2 separate regions of the Mus musculus genome follow, and region 2 is linked to region 1. Evidence: chromatin contacts called from public Hi-C data. All regions are on one chromosome and are shown on one strand. Each heading gives the region's core, a stretch centred on a gene start, on an enhancer-like site or on the middle of the called end of the contact. The rest is flanking DNA. Distances are from core to core; before and after follow the strand shown. Region 1 overlaps Tacc1 (transforming, acidic coiled-coil containing protein 1). Region 2 has its middle 23 kb from the start of Tacc1.

Region 1 (4,830 bases), core at 613-3,112:
ACTTCTAGGTATTAAAGTGTAGGTAAGAATTACATGATTCCCCAACATTATATGGCTGCTGATGTGGTCTGGATGTGGCAGGTCCCCCACAAGCTCGAGTGTGGGAGCATCCCAGTTGGTGGCGCTGCTAAGGACTGTGGTAAAATCCTGAGGAGGGAAGCCTTGCGGGAGAAGTGGGAAGGAGGAGAAAGCTGAGCTCTACTGCTCAGCCCCACTTCCCTCCCCACCCCCTTGCTTCCTAGGGTGCAATGAGACCAGCCACGGGCTTCCAGCCATCACACTATGTCCCCCTCGAACCAGGCACCAAAATGAGCCCTTCCTCCCGTAAGCTGCTTCGGTCAAAGCGTCTCACCACAGCCTCGATAAAGAACTGAAGCACCTGCCTTCCCCCTGCCCTCAAAAGGTTCCTTCCAGAGCTCCAACTGACTCCTGACATCACTGCACGGATTTAGCCCTATATGGATGACATCTTCTCTACATAGATAGCTATGGTAAAGTAGAAACATTATAAGGTCTGATTATAAGGTCAAGGACACTAAGAAAACATTGATAAGCTGTCCATAAATATTCATGGACTCTGTAACTGTGAATCTGATAAACTACAGAACAAAGATACTCAGGAAAATATTACAACTGTATTAAACATACCCAGACCTCCTGTCTTGATGTGATCGAGGGTATCATGAGTAATCGAGAGGAGATTCTCAGGTACATGGGAAGAAGTGAGTGGGCAGGCAGCCCACACCATTTTATATAAAGGAATGTGGGCCCACGGTATTAGAAGTGGGGGACAATCCTTCTTAATAAAAGTTATACGATCTCTCTAGCCATCTCAACTAACAGGCTACTTTGTGATGTCATGGTTCTTGTATTACAGAACCGTGAGGTGGAACATAAGCAGCCTTTACTTCTCCACAGTCACCCCAAACCCAAAGGTAGTGTAGTGGTTTCAATATGAGTGCCCCCCCCAACCCAGGCCCATACTTTTGAATGCTTGGTCCCCAGTTAGTGGAACTGTTTGACAAGGATTAGAAGGTGTGGCCTTATTGGAGGAACCGTGTCACTGGGGGTGGGGGTGGGCTTTGACCCCGTTAGCTCTCCTGCATCGTAGATACGCAGCTCTAAAGCCATCCTCACAAATTTAATTCTCCTCAATAGTGGCATGAGTCTCAATACCCAAACAGGATCATAAGCCAAAGAAGGGGGTTCCTTCCACAGCAGAGGCTCAGAGCTAAGGGCATTCCCATCTGTTAGAGCTGCTGACAGCAGGCTCCAAGGCTCAGAATAGAAGCTGAGTGCGGTGGTGCACACCTTTAAGCTGGCACTCAGGGCAGAAGCAGGTTGATCTCTATGAGTTCAAGTCCAGCCTGATCTACAGAAAGGGCTCCTGGTAGTCAGGGCTATACAAATGAACAAACAAACATACAAACAAAAAAGACAACACAGAATCACCGTTGCCTTCTGAGTGCTGAGATAAAAGCTTATTGGCAGGCTAAACTGACCATAGAGGAATCCTTCTCTCTCCAAACCCCATCCCTGAAGCGCACACCACTATGCACTGTGTGTTCGGGGGCTCGAACTCAGATCTTCACACTTGCAATGCAAGTGCTTCGCTGACAGCGCCGGACTCGGAGCACACGAAAACTACTGGACAAGAACAAAATGGCTCCTGTCCTGCAGGAACCGATGAGGCCTGTATGCAGATTCGCCGTTCAGAAAGCGTTCTAAGTGAGCTCTCGTGTGTCACTTGCAGGAACCCACGCTTGAGGTGGTGGATCGCACCCACCACTTTTGGATCGTGAATCCTTCTGGAGGAAGCCCACATGTGCTAGATAGGTTCTATTTACAGAGAAGTGAAAAACATGACATCATCATTTCCTTCTCTGACAAGAATAACCATGCATGTGAAGCAGCTTAGGAAGGCTGCTGAGCCCGAGGCGCTTTTTTCCTCCTCCTCCTCCTCCTCCTTCTGTTTTGGGGGCTTTGCGCTTTATTTGCTTTCTGGGGAACAGGGTCTCAAGTATACAGCCTACACTGGCATCAAACTCATAATCCTCCTGCCTCTACTTTGGCCTAACTTTGGATATGGTTTTCAATTCTATTTTTTAAAGTTGAGTTCAATAAAGCTATGTCAGTAAACATTTAGACACAAGGGTTAAGAGAGGCGGGGTACAGAATTAAGATGCACTCTGCAGGGCATGGGTGTGGGCTTTTATTAAAAGGTGAACAGACTATAAACACAAGGCTAAGAGTAGAGATGTCTGTCGGGCTGGACAGATGGCTCAGTGGTTAAGAAAACTGGCTGCTCTTCCAGAGGTCCTGAATTCAATTCCCAGCAACCACACGGTGGCTCACAACCATCTGTAATGGGATCCGATGCCGCCTTCTGGTGTGTCTGAAGACAGCTACAGTGTACTCATATATATATAATAAATAAATCTTACAAAAAAAAAAAAAAAGAGCCGGGCATGGTGGCACACACCTTTAATCCCAGCACTCAGGAGGCAGAGGCAGGTCGATTTCTGAGTTTGAAGCCAGCCTGGTTTACAAAGTGAGTTCCAGGACAGCCAGGGCTACACAGAGAAATCCTGTCTTGAAAAGCCCCCACCCCCCAAAAAAAAGAGTGGAGATGCTGGAGTCATGCTCACTCTGAATTCTACCTTCATCTCCTCACGTCCTCACTCACAAATCCCCTGCCTTTGGTACCAAAACTTCTGGAGAATAGGCCAAGCAGTGTGGCTCACGTGAATAAGCCAACACAGAGAGGCCAAGCAAGGAGGGAGGACTGCATGGTCTGAAGCCAGCCTAGGTTACAGCGCTGGACAGATGGCTCAGTGGTTAAGGGCACTGGCTGCTCTTCCGGAGGACCCGGGATTCAATTCCCAGCAAGCACGTGGCAGCTTGCAATTGTCTGTAACCCTGAGATCCAACACTCTCACCCAGACATACATGTGGGAAGACCACCGATGCACATAAAATAAAGATAAATAAGTTAAAACAAAACAAACACAAACTCTGAGAAGCTGGGTTTGTTTGCTTGCTGTTGCTGTGATAAAACATCACGGCCAATAGCAACCGGGGCAGAAAGGGATTATTGGAAGTTTACAGGTTATCGTTCACTGTGGGAGGAACTCACGGCAGAACGCTGGGCAGGAGCTGAAGCACCAGGAGCTTGGAGGAGCACAGCTTTACCTGTGTGCTCTCCATGGATGCTCAGCCTGCCTTCCTTACACAACACAGAACCACCTGCCCAGGGGCGGCACCACCCACAGCGAGCTGGGTCCTTCCACACCAATCATTAATCAGGAAAACGCCCCACAGGCTGCTCTGCCCGGGCATTCTCTCAGCTGACAGCCCCTCTTCCTAGATAGCTGGATTGTGTCAAGCTGAGGAAAACCTAACCAGCAGCAAAGCCAAGGCCAAGGGGTCTGGGAAATGAACCAACTAATTTCTCCAGAGACCATGATCCACAGGGGACTCCTCACTCCCTGATCCCCCGGAGCCCCCGTGCTCCAACACAGCTGATGGTCAGGGTCCACTGCATGGCTGGGTATCTTTTTCATATGGAGGAGAAAGGCATATTTATACAGTAAGCGGTGAGGCCGCTCGGCTCCACAGACAGCTATATCAGGGCTAACATTCTATCTTCGTCTGAGGCCCTTTCCTCCTGGAGGCCCCGCAGGACCCCGTTCCACACTGGCCTCAAATCCTGCCCTTGTCTCCCATGCACAAGTCCAGGGGGTCGGGAGGAAAGCTAGCTCTAGCAGGAAGCACCCCTTGCCGCTCAAGTGGTCTGACCTGAGGGGAATGGCAATCAGGGACACATTAGCATTTCTGACAAGTGTCCAAACCTTGGGAGGGTTTTTGCTTTTTAACCTCTAACCTCCAACTACATGTCTGACTTTCTGGTACCTCTGATTTCCCTGAAGTTGCAAGCCATCTCTTTCAAGATGACTGTGGCGCTGTGTCCAAAAAAAAAAGCAACAAACAAAAATCAGCACAAAGCCAAGGACACGGCCCTTAAGTGAAGACTGAGAAGTAATGTATTGTCCAGGGACAGAATAACTAAACTGTATGTGAACACCTGCCATGTCCAGGGAGTGCACAGCAGAGCTCACACTCCCTAGACAGCCCTGCGGGCCTCGGCCACTCAGAAGCATGGAGACACATTAAGTCAAGGCAGGTCTCCTTAGGGCCACTATACTGTTAGGATGGCTTGTCACCCAGGGCAGAACACCAACACTAACTTGCCCACCCACATGAGAACGCAGGGAACTAGCCACCCCCCCCTGTTCTTTCTTCTCACCTCCAAAATGTAAAACAAAATTCTTAGCCAGGAGCAAAGGGAGGGCAAATGTAGCTATTCTGTGTTTTGTTTTGAATGGAGACAGGGCACCAGCTCCCCTGCCATTCTTCTGAGATGGTGTTTTAAGTTCTGACAGAGGCCCACTCTCAAGTAAGACCTGGTGGCACCCGTCTATGATCCCAGCACTTAAGGCAGGATGATCATAAGTTTGAGGACAGCCTGGGCAACAGAGAGAGACCCTGTTTCAAAACACACACCAGTGTGTGCATGCACAACCTAAAGCTTTGGGGTTTTTTGTTGTTGTTGTTTTGTTTTTTAAAAAGGTAAGGCCACTTGATAAACAGACAAAAGTGGTCACACGGTTAAAGTCTCCAAAATAGCATTCTATGCTATTTCACTGAAAAAGAGAGCCAAGAGAACAGCGGTGGGGTGGGGGCAGATTCTGTGGAAGACCACTCAGTGTGCACTGAGTCCCTAGGTTCTAGCCCAAGCGCAATCCGTCACGCAACTCAGGAGATGCTAAT
Region 2 (4,288 bases), core at 1,523-4,022, 37 kb after region 1:
CTCCTCTCTGAGCATGGCTTCCTCTCTACTTCCCACTCCTTCTTGTTTTGAGACAGTGTCTCATTAGGGAAACCTGGCTGGCATAGAGCTTGCAACAATCCTCCTGCCTCTGTCTCTTGAGTGCTAGGAACCACTATGCCTAGCTTTTGCTTTCATATATGAATATATATACACAAATATACATATCTAGGTCAAGATTCCATATGTCAGAGAAGGTAATACTTGTCTTCGGTTTGCGTCTAGCTCATTTCACTTAACATAATAATACCTACTTTCCCACAGATATCGGCTTACAGATATCACTTACAGCTGGAGAAACTTCCACTGTGCACAGATACCTACTGAAGCCTCACCATTCCGTGGATGGACAGGCTGTGTCCATGCCTTGGCCACTGTGAATAATACAACAACAAATAAGCATGCAAGCATCTCTGTGGTGTGCTGACTTATTCTCCTTCGAGTGTGTGCCCAGGAGCCGTAGATTTTAAAGGGACATTTCCTCTTCTTGAGGATCGACTGATTTCCATTCTGACTTTATTTACTTATTTAATTTTTAAATTTAACTTTATTTTATATGTATCAGCATGGGGGACTCAGATCCCCTGGAACTGGTGTTACAGACAGTTGTGAGCTGCACATGCGGTTGCTGGGAATTAAGCCTGGATCCTCTAAAAAGAGCAGCCAGTGAGTGCTCTTAACTGCTGAGCCATCTCTCCAGCTTCCATTCGGATTTTAATGAGATGGAATCTCAATATAGTTTAGCTTGCGGCTCCCTGAAAGCTAAGGATGTTGAACAGTTTTTCAAATATTTATTGGTCATTTTTATTTCTTCCTTTGAGAACTGCCTTCATCCCATTGGCTATTTACTGGCTATTTATTGGATGATTTGGGGGTTGTATTTAATTGGGAGGTTCTTTATAGATTTTATATATTAATCTCCTATCTGACCTATAACTAGCAAAGATACGCTCCCCACCCCCCAATCTTTAATCAGTTCTATGATTCCTTTTTTTATTTTTTTGTCTACAAGTGTGATCATTTGAATATGCTCGGCCTAGGGAGTGGCACTATTAGAGGGTGTGGCCCTGTTGGAGTAGGTGTAGCCTTGTTGGATTAGGTGTGTCACTGTGGCTTTAAGACCCTCATCCTAGCTGCCTGGAAGCTAGTATTCTGCTAGCCTTCAGATGAAGATGTAGAACTCTCAGCTCCTCCTGCACCATGCCTGCCTGGATGCTTCCATGTTCCCACCTTGATGGTAATAGACTGACCCTCTGAACCTGTAAGCCAGCTCTAATTAAATATTGTCCTTAGAAGAGTTGCCTTGATCACGGTGTCTGCTCATAGCAGTAAAACCCTCACTTAGACAACTTAGAGTCTAGGGATCATTTCCTGTGGGGCTGGGGTCTTCTTTTTGGAAAGTCCTTGCGTAGGCCTTGATCCTGAAGAGTTTGAAGACTATGTCTTCCTCAGGTCGTTTAGCCTTGAAGGCTCGTGGCACATCTTGAGTTTATCTTTGTTTGGGATGAGAGCTGTAGATGCGCTTTCTTTCCTTTGCACGTGGTTGTCACTGTCCCAGCGCCATCTGTACAGCTGAGCTCTCTCGGCAGGGCATTTGTCTTCAGCTTGCACACTAGAGACAGAAGCTTTCACCACGCCAAGTGCATTGCTTTGTGCCCCGCCTGTCTACGGACTGCACACCACTGGCTGCTTCCCTCTCAGTAAAACTCTCAAGCCCAGAGCATGGCACACCCCAGAGGCTCAGCAGACTGATCGTGGCTATGAGAGGTTTCTCTGATTTTTGTCTTCTTGAACACCATTTTCTCCACCCACAATCCACATTTCAATTTGGAACTTATGCTTTCCTGTGCTGGGTCCAACTCCAGCTTTCCAGGGTGTGAATGTGACTCACAGCTGACTCAAAATTCTCTCCCACCCCTATCCCTCTTTTCTCCTGCCCCCAAACCATATTAGACCCATCGAGCATGTGGGACCCACATCTAACCCAACTGCCGTGCCTTGACAGCCTTTTAACATTTCAACTGTGTTTACCAGAACCTGTTTAGTAGATCAAACCCAGGGCAGGATTCCAGACCTAAGTCAGCATCCCCAGGGTGGAAGATGTGCTCAAGGCTGCCCACCCACACCCTCCCAGGAGAAAAAGCCCTCTGAGATGGAAGCAGGGTACCCAGCAGGAATCCCAGGCAAGGAGCTAAGTTTGGGGGTTTCATACGCAGAAACCTGACTCTGCAGTGTGTTAGCGATAAACAAATTGGGCATTTTCATTAGTCCCTGGTCTCTAAATGTATTTCATCCCTCTATTGGAGATGCTGGGTTAAACGTCTATGATAAGCCCTGGTAGGAACATTTCCCAGCTTGGTGGCGCCAGAAATATGTACACAGATGGTGTGAACCATTCCTCAGCTTCATTCCACAGCTCCTGGTACATCTGTGTGGCCAAATGCTGCTGCCTCTGTGGTCCCAGAATTCACTCCTGCCTACCCATACAAGGACCAAATTGAAATTTTTTTCCCTAAGTCTTTCTTCTTTGCTGGAATTTTTCCTCTGCTCCCATTAAAATACTGATTTCTGTGCCCCTACCCCCACCCCCCAAGCAAGATACTCAGGATCATTTTATCACCTGCCCTCACACTTTAGAGTCAACCATTCAATATCTCCCATCAAGTGGCGTTCAGGGTGGACGGGGCACCCCAAGGGAGCTGCTTATTCGTTCTGAAGCTGACAGCGGAGTGCAAAGGAGTGATTCATTTTATGTAACACAGGGCTCTGAAGGTGGAAGAAACTCAGCTGTGACCAAAAAAGGAAGCAGCGTGATTCAGCTTCCATGGGTGGGGGTGGCGGGTGAGGAGGGGGCGCACTCGCCGAGAGGGAGGAAGGAAGGCGGGCATATCCAGTAGTGGCAACAGGGCAGGCGGTGAGGGAGAAAGGAGAGCTAAAATCTTACCCAGCTGCTACCTTCAGAAACCAGTGAAGCTATCGCCCTTGGAGAGGAACTTCCAAAAGATTCCTCCCTGATTGTGAAGTCCTTGAGAAGTCGTGGCTTGGAAACTGTCACCTAGAGTATTTTTACAGAAACAAGATAACCACAACAGGGCTCTGCGGCTTGACCGAGGGGGGGGTGGGGGTGGGGACACTGTTTTCTGATCTCTCAAGGTGTCAAATTGTTACTGCTCTTTGGAAGGTTTATTGGAAAGTCCGGCTGGAAGTACAGGACATGTACACACAGACACACACACACACACAGACACACACACACACACTTCCCCCTCACATAATACTATAGAATCACAGATTAAACTCACTACACACAATCCACATATAGTCTCATGTATACATACCACAATTGCATATAGTCACACATACACACACCTCTCCTATACAGATATATAGACATACATACACATACACATATTTATATATATATATACACACACACATATATATGCCATAGAGCTATACATACTCCAATCTCCCACACAAATAAATGTCCCCACAAAGTCACACACAAGCCACTCCCACAAACCCCAAGTACCACCCACACACTCACCCACACACTTTCCCACACACCCACACACTCACCCCCACACCACCCCCACACTCACCCCCACACCCCCACACTCACCCCCACACCACCCAACCACCCACACACTCACTCACACACTCACCCCCACACTCACCCCCACACTCCTCAAGCATCAAGCACACTAGTTCTGGTGTAGGAGTTTGGACTCAAAGGAAAGAGTTTACAAAGGGTAAGAAAACAACATTTCCGTTAAAACAAAATAAACCATAAACTAGGCCAAAAGAAAAACATAAGGAGAAACTAAAAATGTATTTAAAAAATGTTGGATGAGCCAGTCAAGTGGATGTTATAGTGTTATAGCCCTGAAGATGAAAAAGCCAATCTCCTTCCTCCCCCCCCCCCCCCCCGTTTCTTTTAAACGGGGTCTTAGTATGGCGCTCATGCTGGCTTTGAATTCCTAAGCTCCTTGTTAAACAGGGTACCTGGGACTCTGGGAACCCATTCATCCCTCTTGGTGGAGAATGGCTATCCTCCGAAGGGGGGCATAGCAGTCTCCCTGCTTCTGCAAATAAGACCTTCGTAAGCTGTACAGAAACCACAGAAGGCACCCACAAGTTCTGCCACACAACCAATACAAGTTTTAAGGGACTGTCTTTAAACCTGCATTTCTATAAACACACACTGCCGCTACAAATCCCTTCTGCATCTAACAGGCATTTACACTGCACTTCAGTCAGTGGATGGATA

Evidence for each region. Hi-C and Micro-C count contacts between places; a contact is called where the count stands out from the background.
Region 2: a contact with region 1 is called in a Hi-C map of cerebral cortex, with 2.0 times the contacts expected there. The contact joins two enhancer-like sites. A contact is called at or near these places in 2 of 15 datasets of contacts at CTCF or cohesin (the G1E-ER4 cell line and the NIH/3T3 cell line), 23 of 484 Hi-C or Micro-C datasets (3T3-L1-derived adipocytes, the C10 cell line, the C2C12 cell line and 17 more) and 5 of 115 datasets of contacts at active chromatin or transcription factors (bone marrow-derived macrophages, embryonic fibroblasts, embryonic midbrain and 1 more).

What each region holds. Positions count from the first base shown.
Region 1 is chr8:25,185,804-25,190,633 of GRCm38.p6, forward strand. The region is part of intron 2 of Tacc1 (transforming, acidic coiled-coil containing protein 1); the gene reads right to left. Among named protein-coding and RNA genes, the nearest start is that of Tacc1, 13 kb to the right of the region's middle. Within about 2 kb of position 1,863, at least 23 of the 459 cell types and tissues checked have an H3K27ac peak or open chromatin away from gene starts, as enhancers often do. A contact at or near this core is called in bone marrow-derived macrophages and cerebral cortex, where this site is marked.
Region 2 is chr8:25,222,204-25,226,491 of GRCm38.p6, forward strand. It overlaps a transcript of Tacc1 not described here. Among named protein-coding and RNA genes, the nearest start is that of Tacc1, 23 kb to the left of the region's middle. Within about 2 kb of position 2,773, at least 71 of the 459 cell types and tissues checked have an H3K27ac peak or open chromatin away from gene starts, as enhancers often do. A contact at or near this core is called in bone marrow-derived macrophages and cerebral cortex, where this site is marked.